Linked DNA regions of Oryctolagus cuniculus: regions 2 and 3 are each linked to region 1. A link is a contact called in public Micro-C data. All regions are on one chromosome and are shown on one strand. Each heading gives the region's core, a stretch centred on a gene start, on an enhancer-like site or on the middle of the called end of the contact. The rest is flanking DNA. Distances are from core to core; before and after follow the strand shown.

Evidence for each region. A called contact is a pair of places that touch in the nucleus more often than the background predicts.
Region 2: a Micro-C map of ear pinna shows a contact between it and region 1, with 2.9 times the contacts expected there. The contact joins the promoter of MAP3K3 here to the promoter of CYB561 in region 1. A contact is called at or near these places in 3 of 6 Hi-C or Micro-C datasets (ear pinna, psoas muscle and an unstated tissue).
Region 3: a contact with region 1 is called in a Micro-C map of ear pinna, with 3 times the contacts expected there. The contact joins the promoter of TACO1 here to the promoter of CYB561 in region 1. A contact is called at or near these places in 3 of 6 Hi-C or Micro-C datasets (ear pinna, psoas muscle and an unstated tissue).

Annotation. Positions count from the first base shown.
Region 1 is chr17:15,239,199-15,242,748 of mOryCun1.1, forward strand. CYB561 (cytochrome b561) reads left to right here and starts at 2,005. Exons shown (of 7, transcript XM_051825113.2): 1 at 2,005-2,175.
Region 2 is chr17:15,090,846-15,094,395 of mOryCun1.1, forward strand. MAP3K3 (mitogen-activated protein kinase kinase kinase 3) reads right to left here and starts at 1,741. Exons shown (of 16, transcript XM_008271693.4): 1 at 1,609-1,741. The coding sequence starts at 1,612. LOC127484491 (a long non-coding RNA gene) reads left to right here and starts at 2,155. Exons shown (of 2, transcript XR_011383429.1): 1 at 2,155-2,787.
Region 3 is chr17:15,108,253-15,111,802 of mOryCun1.1, forward strand. TACO1 (translational activator of cytochrome c oxidase I) reads right to left here and starts at 1,876. Exons shown (of 6, transcript XM_070060499.1): 1 at 1,435-1,876; 2 at 1,218-1,259; 3 at 245-351. The coding sequence starts at 1,705. LOC127484491 (a long non-coding RNA gene) reads left to right here. Exons shown (of 2, transcript XR_011383429.1): 2 at 1-1,898.

The sequences.
Region 1 (3,550 bases), core at 755-3,254:
TCTGCGTGTCTGCCCGCCCGGACCATGGGCAAGGCCTCTGGGATCAACTGCTTCTTTCTTTCTTTCTTTCTTTCTTTCTTTCTTTCTTTCTTTCTTTCTTTCTTTCTTTCTTTCTTTCTTTCTTTCTTTCTTTCTTTCTTTTCTTTCTTAAGATTTATTTTATTTGAAAGAGAGAGTTACAGAGAGAGAGGGAGAGATACAGAGACCTTCCATCCGCTGGTTCACTCCCCAAATGGCTGCAATGGCTGGAGCTGGGCCAGGCCCAAGCCAGGAGCCAGGAGCTTCTTCTGGGTCTCCCACATGGGTGCAGGGGCCCAAGCACTTGGGCCGTCCTGTGCTGCTTTTCCAGGTGCATTAGCAGGGAGCTGGATCAGAAGTGGAGCAGCCGGGACTAGAACCGGTGGCTCCTCATCAGCTCTTTCCAATGGGCTGGTAGGAGCCATGAGCCCGAGAGTCGAGTTTCCATGAGGCTAATGTTCAGGTGTCTCCCTTGCTCAAAGCACCCCCAATGCCTTCCCCACTGTAAGCTTGCCCCTGGGCACGCTGCTGGGTGTTGCATCCACTCGTTCACTGAAACAGAATGTTACAGAGGCTAGTGACAGCCACACGCTAAAATTTTATTTGAGAGGCAAGGCGACTGATCGGGACCGACACCCCTTACTGGAGTGTGGCCCCCAACAGTGAGTTACGCAGCTCTTTATAGAATTCGTCCACTAGGGCTCACAATTTTGAAATTTCTTGTCACACAGTTACCAGACCTGGGATATAGTTGTAAGATAAACATGGTGAGGCACATTTCTTTAATCTCAGACAGAACACTGGGCTGGGCCTTTTCCCGGTTCTTGGAATTTGCCCCACGCAGTTTCACAAGATAGCCATTAGCAAGCAAGCAAACAAGACTGATCTTTACAGAGTGGGAAATCATCCGGTTAGCTCTTAGCCACACTTACTCCATTTTGATTTCAACTCTACACTGGGGTGTGTGTGTCTCTCCTTAGCAGTGTTGCAGGATCTTGGAGGGAGGAGGTGCCCACGGCCCCCTGGGGACCGCAAGGCCTGCCCTGTGACCCAGGAGCTCAGCACTCACTCGGGGAGGGGGCAGCCCCACCCAGCAGGACTCCTCTCCTGGCCCAGACCCACAACCCAAACAACGGGAAATGGCTCCGTTCCACCTTCAGTTCACAAGGCATTTGCTGCCCGCCGTTCACCTGTTAGCAAGCTAAGGCAGCTGGTTCTTCCTTGGAAACTTCCACGAGCTTCCTGGGGCTGCAAGACACCCTAGCGCGACCCCTGGCCTGCAGGGTTCACACCTGGTCCCTCTGAGAGCAGGGACCCAGCTGTGTTTGCCCCACGGGAAGGTGCGCCCAGGGCCAGAGCCACCTGGTGTGTCTCGCCGTAGGCTTCTGTCCTCGGAGGGGGTGCTGTGTCCCAGGGCCTGTGGGACACCCATCCGAGGGCCTTGGAGGAGCAGCTGTCCCACGCCCTGTGCATCTGCAACAGGGGCCGGGAGGCAGGTGGGGAAGGAGCTGGGTTTCTCTCCGGAGGGGAGGGGACTCATTTCTCTCCTCCTCCTAGGCCCTTGGCGAGTCTGGTCTGGCCCAGCATCCGACAGGAAAGAACCTTTTGTTCTGAGCTTGTAGGAAGTCTGCGCAGCATTTCCTGGATGGGGGTCCGGGCCGGGCTGCCGGGGGTGGGGGTGGGGCTGGCTCCCAGCCTAGCGCTGCCCTTAGCACTTGGGACAGGGGAGGCTGCGGACGACAAGGCCCAGGCCTCCACGAGAGGCTGGTGGGATACTTCCCCTTGGCGGGCCTGCCTGTGTGTGCGCTTCGCAGGCCGGGCCTCCCGACTTGGGAAAATGCGGGCAAAAAATCCGCTCACCACCTTGTGTGCGCGTGCGGTGTGGGGGCTGGAGCCAAGGGAAGGGGCTGGTCCCGGCCCTGTCGGTGCAGTGACACCTCCCGCCGCGGGGCGGGGACACGAGGGCGCCTTTTCAAGGCTCGCGGGCCGCGGTGCTGAGCCAGGCCGGGCCGCGTCTGACACCTGGCGGCCTGCGGAGCTCGGAGCGGGAAGACGAGGACAGCGTGGAGCCGGAGAACCAGGAAGCCCGGAGGCGAGGCCAGGGAGGGGCGCCCGCACCTCGCTCCCGACTTCGTCCCCCAGGCTCGGACCACCCCGGTGCGCCCCTCGCTTCGCCCGCGGCTACGCAGTCGGGCCCCTCAGGTCACCCGAACTCAGGTCCAGAGGCTGGGGTCCTGGTGGCCCCGCACCGCAGCCCCGCACCGGGCAGCTGGGTTCGGGCGCTGCACCTGAGGACCCACCGGCACCCTCGGTCCCTGGCACGTGCGGGGCAGCCTGGGGAGCGCCTCCTGGGGGAGCGCGTCGTGGGCACTTCCGGCCGCGGACACGCTCCCCCGCGGCCCGCCCGCCGCCGGTCGCCATGGCGACGCCGTCGCGCCGAGGCCCGCGCGCCGGCTGGGAGGCTGGCGCGGCCCGCGGAACCGGCAGAGCGGCCGGGGCGCGGCGCGGCGACGCTCGCAGGCCGGGCAGCGGCGGCGCGGCGGGACGAGGTAGGCGGCGCGGGCGGCGCGGTGGGAGCAGAGCCCCAGCGCCGAGGGGAGGCGGCCCCGGGACGGGCGGGGGGCGGGGGCGAGGCGCCCAGGTGTGCGGGGAACGGCGGGCCCGGCCGGGCCGGACCAGGCCTTCCTCTTCCTGCACCTGCCCTGCACCTGTCCCAGCGTCGCGCCCGCTTCCTGGCTCTGCCGAGTCCCCGCGGAGTGAGCGTGCGGGCTGCTGGCGACCCCAAGTTTAAACCCCTGGGCCCGCAGCCATGTTGTAGGACGAGGTAGGGTGGAGGTGGCTCAGCCAAGCCCCGGCCACGACTGTGCTTCCTTCGGAAACCTGAAACCTGGCCGCCAACGCCGCAGGGTCGTGGGTGGACACGTCCCAGGCCCGAGGGGAGGCGCCTTCGTGTTCTGCTCCACACCCCAGCCTCTCGGCGTCGGCGCAGGGGGTTTCTAGCCGAGGAAAGCCCTGCTCCTCGGTTGGCCTCGGGGGCCCTGGACGCCGGGTACAGCCGGCGGGGAACTGCACTGAGCGGGCACCTGCTGCTGCCCAGGGCGCGGGCCCCCTCCCCTCCCTGCCTGGCACGGCCGCGGAGGAGCCGTGGGGCCCCGGGGTCCCGGGCGCGCCTTCGGAGACCCCTGCCTGGGCTTTGCTGCCTCTGATTGTCCCCCTCTTTCTCGAACCTTCCACGGTGGCAGCCTTTGAGAATTTTCTAAGACTTATGAAATGAAGCTCCATCTTCCGTCGCCCGGATCCTGCTTGTTTTTATAGCAAGTGAAGCAAAAACAGAAAGCAGGGTTTTGCCCACCTCGGCTGAATGCCTTGCTTAGGGGAGAAACTGGATCGAGGCAGGGAAACACCGGGCAGCCCCAGCCCCTAGTAGGGGGAGCCTCCTGCGGCCCGCGGTGGACCCCCTCCTCGGCAGCTGGGTCAGCGTCTTGCGGGGGGAGCAGCAGGAAACATCAGCGGCTGCCCCAGCCTGGGGTCC
Region 2 (3,550 bases), core at 491-2,990, 150 kb before region 1:
AAACATCTGGGCACTCTGGTTTTACAGTCAAGGAAATGGGGAGAGCTTTGCACCCCCTCAAGTATTTCACACTCTTGAGAATGAAGGTTATCCCTACAGGACCATAGGAAAGCTTAGTAGAAACACTATGGCAATATAGGTTCATAAAGCAGTTCAAGCGGTTGGCTCAAATTCTGTAACACAGAACAAATGTCTGAAGCCTGGGGAAGAGAAAGAATTCTGTGTCCTGTTTACAGTAAATGTTCAATTTGTTAAATCAGATTATTAGACTCTAGGCCTTACTGGGTTCCTTTTATGCCTCCTCTCAGCATTTCTGAAGTGGGGCACAGGAAGGAAAGAGTAACTCCAGCAAACCAACAGACCCTTCCCATACTGTGTATAGAGCAGCATGAAACACAAGGCAACTCATTCACAGCCAGTGCGTGGAGAGGGGTCACCGAAGACTATGTGGCCAGCGTGACATAGCATATACACCTAACCTCCAGCAAAGATGACTTGACCTTGCTATAGGACAAAGCAAACAGGAACGCTCCCTCTGCACTCAGGGCACTTAGCTGAGGCAAAAGTCCCCTTCTTTCGCTGACATTTCCCCCTTTACTATTTAGGACAATACAAAATATCTTGCAAAGCTTGCTACTGGGGACAACAGTATCACAGCACCTGTCCCGACCGAATCAATGTTGTGTTTTTTTTTTTTTTAAAGGATCATTTGCTTCTTAATCCAGTCCAACAGTCATTTGCTAAGGTACCAGAAAGGATACTATACAACAGTTCAGACGCTGCGTGTGGAAGACATTAAAAGCTTTTCTTAGATTACATCTTCACAGCAGAAATCGCAAATACTGACAAAAAGGAAATGATTTCATAGAGATTCTTTTATGCAGCGAATGTTTCGTGCAGCAGTTACATAATTTCAGGGATACCGCAAGATAAAGATAATAGATGTAAGACACTGCCCCCGGATCGTTCAAAAAGTAGGCTATGCCCGGTAACTGGCAGCGCCCAGCCTCCCGGAGCCTCCAGCCAGCCCCGTGCGGGCAGCGCGCGTTCGCCCGCCGCCCCGCGCCTCGCGTCCATCCCCTCGCGGCCGATCCCACACGCCCTCCCCCCGCGCAGCGCCGCGCCGCGCCGCGCACAAGGCTGGAGAGCAAGCCCCGGGAACTCTCACAGGCCGGCCAGTGCGAGCAAAGGGAAGGAAATGACACAGGCAGGAAAAAAAAGCAAATCAAGGAAAAGACACAACAGCAGCTGGGCCTGCACCAGCCTCCAGCCCGGGCCCCACACTGCGCTCTCGCTCCCCCGCCCTCGGGCTCGCGCGCCGGCTCGCTGGGGCCGGAGCGGGCGGCCCGGCAGAGCACGGGCCCCGGGTCCCGCCGCGCCGCCCGGAAGGAGGGCTGCCGAGCGGGAGCCGCCGGCGGGGCCGCCCTGGCAGGCCGCGGGGAGCCCGAGCCCCCGCCCGGGACGCGACGCCGGCCGGCGGTCCGCAGCTCCCGGCCCGGCGGGCTGTCCATGCCTGTCAGGCGGCGGCCCGGGGTCCTCCTCCCCTCATCCCGGGGCGGGGCGTCGCGAGGCAGCGCGGGCACAGGCCGGGGCGGTGGCGACACTCACCCATGGTGGCGATGGCGGCGGCGGCTCGGGTCCGAGAGTGTCACCTCCGCAGCCGGAGCTGCATGCCGGGGGCCCGGGCGGCGGGGACGGCAGCGGGCCTGGCTCCGCGCGGGGGGCGCGGGCTGCGCTCGGGGCCCCCGCCGCCTGCCCAGGCTCCGGCTCCGGCTCCGGCCGCGACCGGGGACTGTGGCATGGGCAAGGTGGCCCGCTACATCCCCGGCGCTCCTGGGCTCGGCCCAGCCCGGCCTCGGCGGCGCCGCTCGGCCCGCCCGCCCGCCAGTCCCTCAGTGCCGCAGTCGCTCCGTCCGGCCACCGTTCTCCACCTCAGGAACGCTCCGAAAAACAAACCGCTGGTCGCGCAGCTCGCCCCCCTGCTTGTCACTCACACCAGCGCTCGCCAATCCCAAGCAGTGGCTGGACCTTCGCGCCACCCCTACTCGCTTCATCAGCCAATGACGAGGAGGAAGTCGGCAGCCCCCCCCCGTTGCCCCCCCTCCGGCTCTCTCCCAACACCCTCACTCTCAGTCGCCAGCTAATCATCAGCACCACACGATGAACCAATCCCGCCCACTCTCGCAGGATGCCAATGGGCGAAGCCAAGGCGGTTTCCGAGGACAGTCTAGCGCCTGCCAATCACCGAGACAGCGCCCGGTTCCCCGCGCTACTAGCCAATCAAAGAGAGGGCTCTGAGCACCCGCCTCTGCGCATCCCTCGCTGGCGGCCTCGCCCTCTCTCCCTGGGAGGTGTTGGTCACTCCAATCACGGCTCCGGCGCGAGGCTCCGCCCACATTCCCACCTCCCGTCAGTCCCCGACGGCTCCGCGGGCGCGCGGGCTGGCGCGGTTCCCTGCCGGCTACTTAGGGGCTGGGGTTAGGAGAAGGCGGCCGCCGGGCCCCTCAGGCCTTCCGCCCTCCGGGTTCTCCGCGGGCTGGGCGGTTCCGGAGGCCGGCGTCCCGCTCCTTCCCGAGCCCAGCACGGTGCGCGGGATGAGCGGGGAGGCTCTGGCTCCGAGCGCTGCCCAGCTTGCGGCCACCTCTGCCGCGGGATCCCTGGTCGAGGCTGCCGTCCGGACGCGTAGCTCTTCCCCCGGGTCGCAAACCTCCGGGGCCACGCCCTCCGGCCTAGGTCCCTCGGCCCCGGAGGTTGGGACAGTCCTGCAGTGTGGGTTCCTGGAATTCGGTGAGTTCTTTCAGAAAATAGTTTCCTTTTTTCTGGTTGTGAAAGCAACACGAGTTTTGTAGAAAACGATCGAAAGATACGGAAAAGTATAAAAAGGAAAATGAAAAGCTCACCCAGAGAGGGCTGTATCTGTTTCCTACTTAGGTCATGCAACGTGTGCCGAAAGTGGCTTCGCATTGTCTTGTAGTGTGCGTACATTTTATTCTAAGCGTTTTCCCGTGCCACTAAACATTGCTTCAAAACAATATTGACTGCATATTTCAGAAAAAATGACCGTAATTAATTGCTCCAACCCTCACCCCCACCCCCATTGTTCAACATTATACACCCAAATCTTCAGACTCAGTTTCAGTGTAATGTCAGACTCCAGAATAATCTTTCTCAGGTGCCACTGTCAATTAAGAACCTTTCATGGTGGCTTGGCCTGAAGAATTATTTTGGGCTCTTCCTTCTTTATCCCCACCCCTCAATATGTAGTATAGTTCCCTTGTCCTGTTGGTTTTGTTTGTTTTTTTTTTCCTCCAACAAGCTCTTGTGTCTCTGAGTCCCGATTTATTGTAACGGGGAGACAAGAGTAAAAGGGAAAGAAACGGTCATTTGTTATATACCACTATGTACACCCCCTGATTTAATCTGAGTAGCTCCAAGGTAATTAATAATACTGTGGTAGGCATTTATCTAACCTTTAAAGCCATTAGGATACCTGTGTCCACACGGGTGTCAGTGGTTTGATTCCTGGCTCTGGCTCCTGACTCCAACTTCC
Region 3 (3,550 bases), core at 626-3,125, 130 kb before region 1:
CCATCTCCTCACAACTCAGCCAAGCAGCCCAAGGCTGCATGGTTCTGCACACTGTCTAGCCAGCCTGCTACCAACCATGCTCCTTCAACCAATGGTCAAGGACAGAGCTCCCAGCACCCTCTGGGTTCAGGGTGCCAACCACATCGCAACCCTTCTCTGATCACTTAAGGAGTTTCTGGTGGCCTCCTAGGTATGCATCCTGGGGGATATGATCAACAACAAGAATGCCAAACTGAGGACGCACCTCCATCTTCAGTGCCGCCTCAATCGTTGACTTGGGCATGTGCTTGCTGCGACACACCTCTAAGATGTTGGCCAGGTTGCTGTTGAGCTCAGGGTTGGGGCCTCCCTCTGAAATAAAGAGAAAATAGTGAGCAGTGAGCTCTCATTACAACATGGGAGAAAAAGGGGGATTTCCAGGTCCTCACACCCCCAGCCAAAACAGTGATATGTTATCACTTAGTTTTCCATTAGTTTAGAACACTTTTATTTAGTGTTTGAGTGGGATATGGAGAAGTAGCAGTTTGGAAAAGTGTCTAGTTCACTGTGTCTTTAGCTAAGAATTTTATTTTGCTATGTTTTAGTGAACATCACTTTGTATGAAATAAAGAGGGGATATACCAGCATCTCCTGGACTTATTATTAATATCCCTTGCTCTTACTTTATTATTGCGTACATAATACTGAAATGTTCAAATGACACTGTAATCATGCTCATTGACTCTGAGGGTAGGGGCTGTGTCTTATTGTATTTATATTATCAATGCCTGACAATACAAAATAAACATTCGGGGCGAGCATTATGGCACAGTGGATTAAGCCACTGCCTGTGATGCTGGCATATCATTGAGCACTCGTTGAAGTCCCAGCCACTCCAGTTCCCATCCAGCTCTCTGCTTATGCTCCTGGGAAAGAAGCAGCAGGTGGCCTGAGTACTTGGGCCCCTGCCACCAACGTGGAAGGCCAGAATGGAGTTCCAGGTTCCTGGCTCTGGCCTGGCCCAGCCCTGGTTACTGCAGCCATTTGGGAGTGAACCAATGGATGGAAGATAGCTCTCTCAGTCTCTCTCTCTCCCTCTGTAACTCTGCCTTTCCAATCAATAAAATAAAATCTTTAAAAAACAATAGTGTTGGTCAAACTTCGCACCAAGAATTGAGAAATAAAAAGGAAACAATGCAACAAATCAGCTCTGAGTACCAGGGTGGAGTTACACTCACCATCCTGTCTTGCTAGGCTCCTTCTCTGGTAAGCACAGGTGTCTGGAAAGGCGAGCGAGGAGAGCCAGCGTGGGAAGGTGTTTGGGAGGGTTTATGAGGTGGGTGACGATGGGAATCGGGGAAGGAACAGAAAACGCAGGTCCCGAGATTCGGGAGGCGAGTGAGGCCTCGGGCTCGGAAGGGCACAGCCTGCCAGCAATGAGTGACAGGTTCTCACCTTTGACTGCCAGGCGAATGCTCAGAGAGAGCTTGGAGAAGACGCGACTTCTTTCAGTGTCCTTGGGACCCTTGATGTGCCGGACTTTGGACCACTTGTTGTGCCCGGCCGGGGCCGCCACGGTGAGGTGCAGCATCCTGCCCAGAGCTGGGCCGCATTCTAGGGGCTCGGGCTGGGCGGCGCGTGGAGGAGCCGCCCGGAACCCAGGACCTGGCGCCCATAAGCACTGGGCAGCTGCCCTGCTCCAGCGGGCCGCGGTCCAAGCTGCCATCGGCTCCGACCCTGGGCTGCACGCTACAAACAGTAGTCAACAAGGTCAGCTCCTATTGTCCGCAGCCAGAAAAAGCAGCTCCAGGCGCTGGAGATCTAAAGGCTTATTTATGGTTGCCTCCGGCAGTCCAACAAGGAATGACCCCTCACCGTCCCCGTGTCAGCCGGGAGTGGGGAACCCTTAATGGAGTAGCACACTTCCTGTCCTAGGTCCGTTCTAAAAACACGTCCCCTCAGCCCGCGAAGTCCGTTCCGCCGCTTACAGTACTCGTTCCTTTCGTGCCCCGGGAAGGGTGACCTAGCACTTAATCCCTCCCAGTTGCCTGCGAGCACTGGACACACCTACAATGATCTAAATTCCGAAACTGGTTTTGCTTCAATGTTGATTCGTAACTCTGAGCAGATCCAGAATAATAAATGTATTGTTGCAAAAATAGTATATATGGCCCAACCTCCTCATTCAACAGCAAGGTGATTTGCTCAGTCAGGTTGTCCCTCTTGATGCTAATACTTTCTTTACCAACATAGGAAGGTTGAAAACACAAAATAAGCCTTGGAGCTTTAAAATAGTAAAGTCTTGGGGGCCAGCGTGTGGCGGCAGTGGGTTAAGCCACTGCTTGTGATGCCAGCATCCCATGTGGACACTGGTTCTGATGCAGGCTGCTGCACCTCTGATCCACCTCCCTGTGGTGTGCCTGCGAAAGCAGCAGCAGAAGGCCCAAGTACCTGTGCTCCTGCCGCCCACATGGGAGACCTGGATGGAGTTCCAGGCTCCTGGCTTCAGCGTGGCCCAACCCTGGCCCTTATTACAACCACTTGGAAATTGAACCAATGGATGGAGGGCCTCTGCCTCCAGCAACCTGGGGCCTGCAGGGCAGTTTCTCTGTATTCTTCAAAAGAAGGGTCCACTTCCCTCCCCTTCAATTGCTAACTTTCAGGATTATTTTAAAATCACATTGAACCACTGAAGGCTGGACCAGAAGTGCCAAACATACTACCACCTTGCTAAAATCTAAAAATGCAACCTAAAATTTGTCATGTCCAATCCCGTACCCCCCAAGCCCCCATCCCAACAGAAAGCCCCAGGGGCCTTGGACACCTGACCAAAATGAAGGGGCCTGCAAACACCTGGGCACCACGGACTATATTTGAGATTTTGTCCATTCCCATGGAAACTAGGAAAGTAGATGTTCCAAACAAGGAAAAAAAAAAAAAACCTTTCAACACTGGCCACAAAATAAGCTAGAGAATGGGGGATGCCTGGCCATTAAATGAGACCTCAAATTTAATATTATTCTCTAAATTAACCTCTTCTTCAAGAGACCACAGAAATAGTCAGAAGTTCTTTATAGCTAAGCCTGCATGGCACCCTTCCAAAACTCCACCCTCAGAGGAAGCTGTGGGCTTTGTTATTCCCATACCCTTTTAGAGACACGAAACTCAGAAGACCAGAACTATTTAGTGGTCCTCCACCACCCAGGGACCACCTCAACCACCTCAAACTCAGCTTTTCCCACTGCTGGACCCATCCCCAGGGAGAGATGAGTCCTTCCCTTCTCCTTTAATCCATGATTCTCTTCACCTCCTACTAGCTCAGTGCAAGCCTACCTGTCCCCCACTACTGAACGGTAGCTCAGAGGGAATCACTAGCAGTGGTGCCTCCTACCATCCAGATACAAATAGGCTTTGTTCCCTGAGCGCGGTGGCTAATGGACATGCTGGGATAATCATAGTACAGTTCCTTTTTTCCATGACTGACTTAAATCAAGGTAAACCAAAGCTTGGGAGATTTTCAAAAGACCCTGGCAAATTTACTGAGGAATTCCACACCCCGACTCTGGCTTCT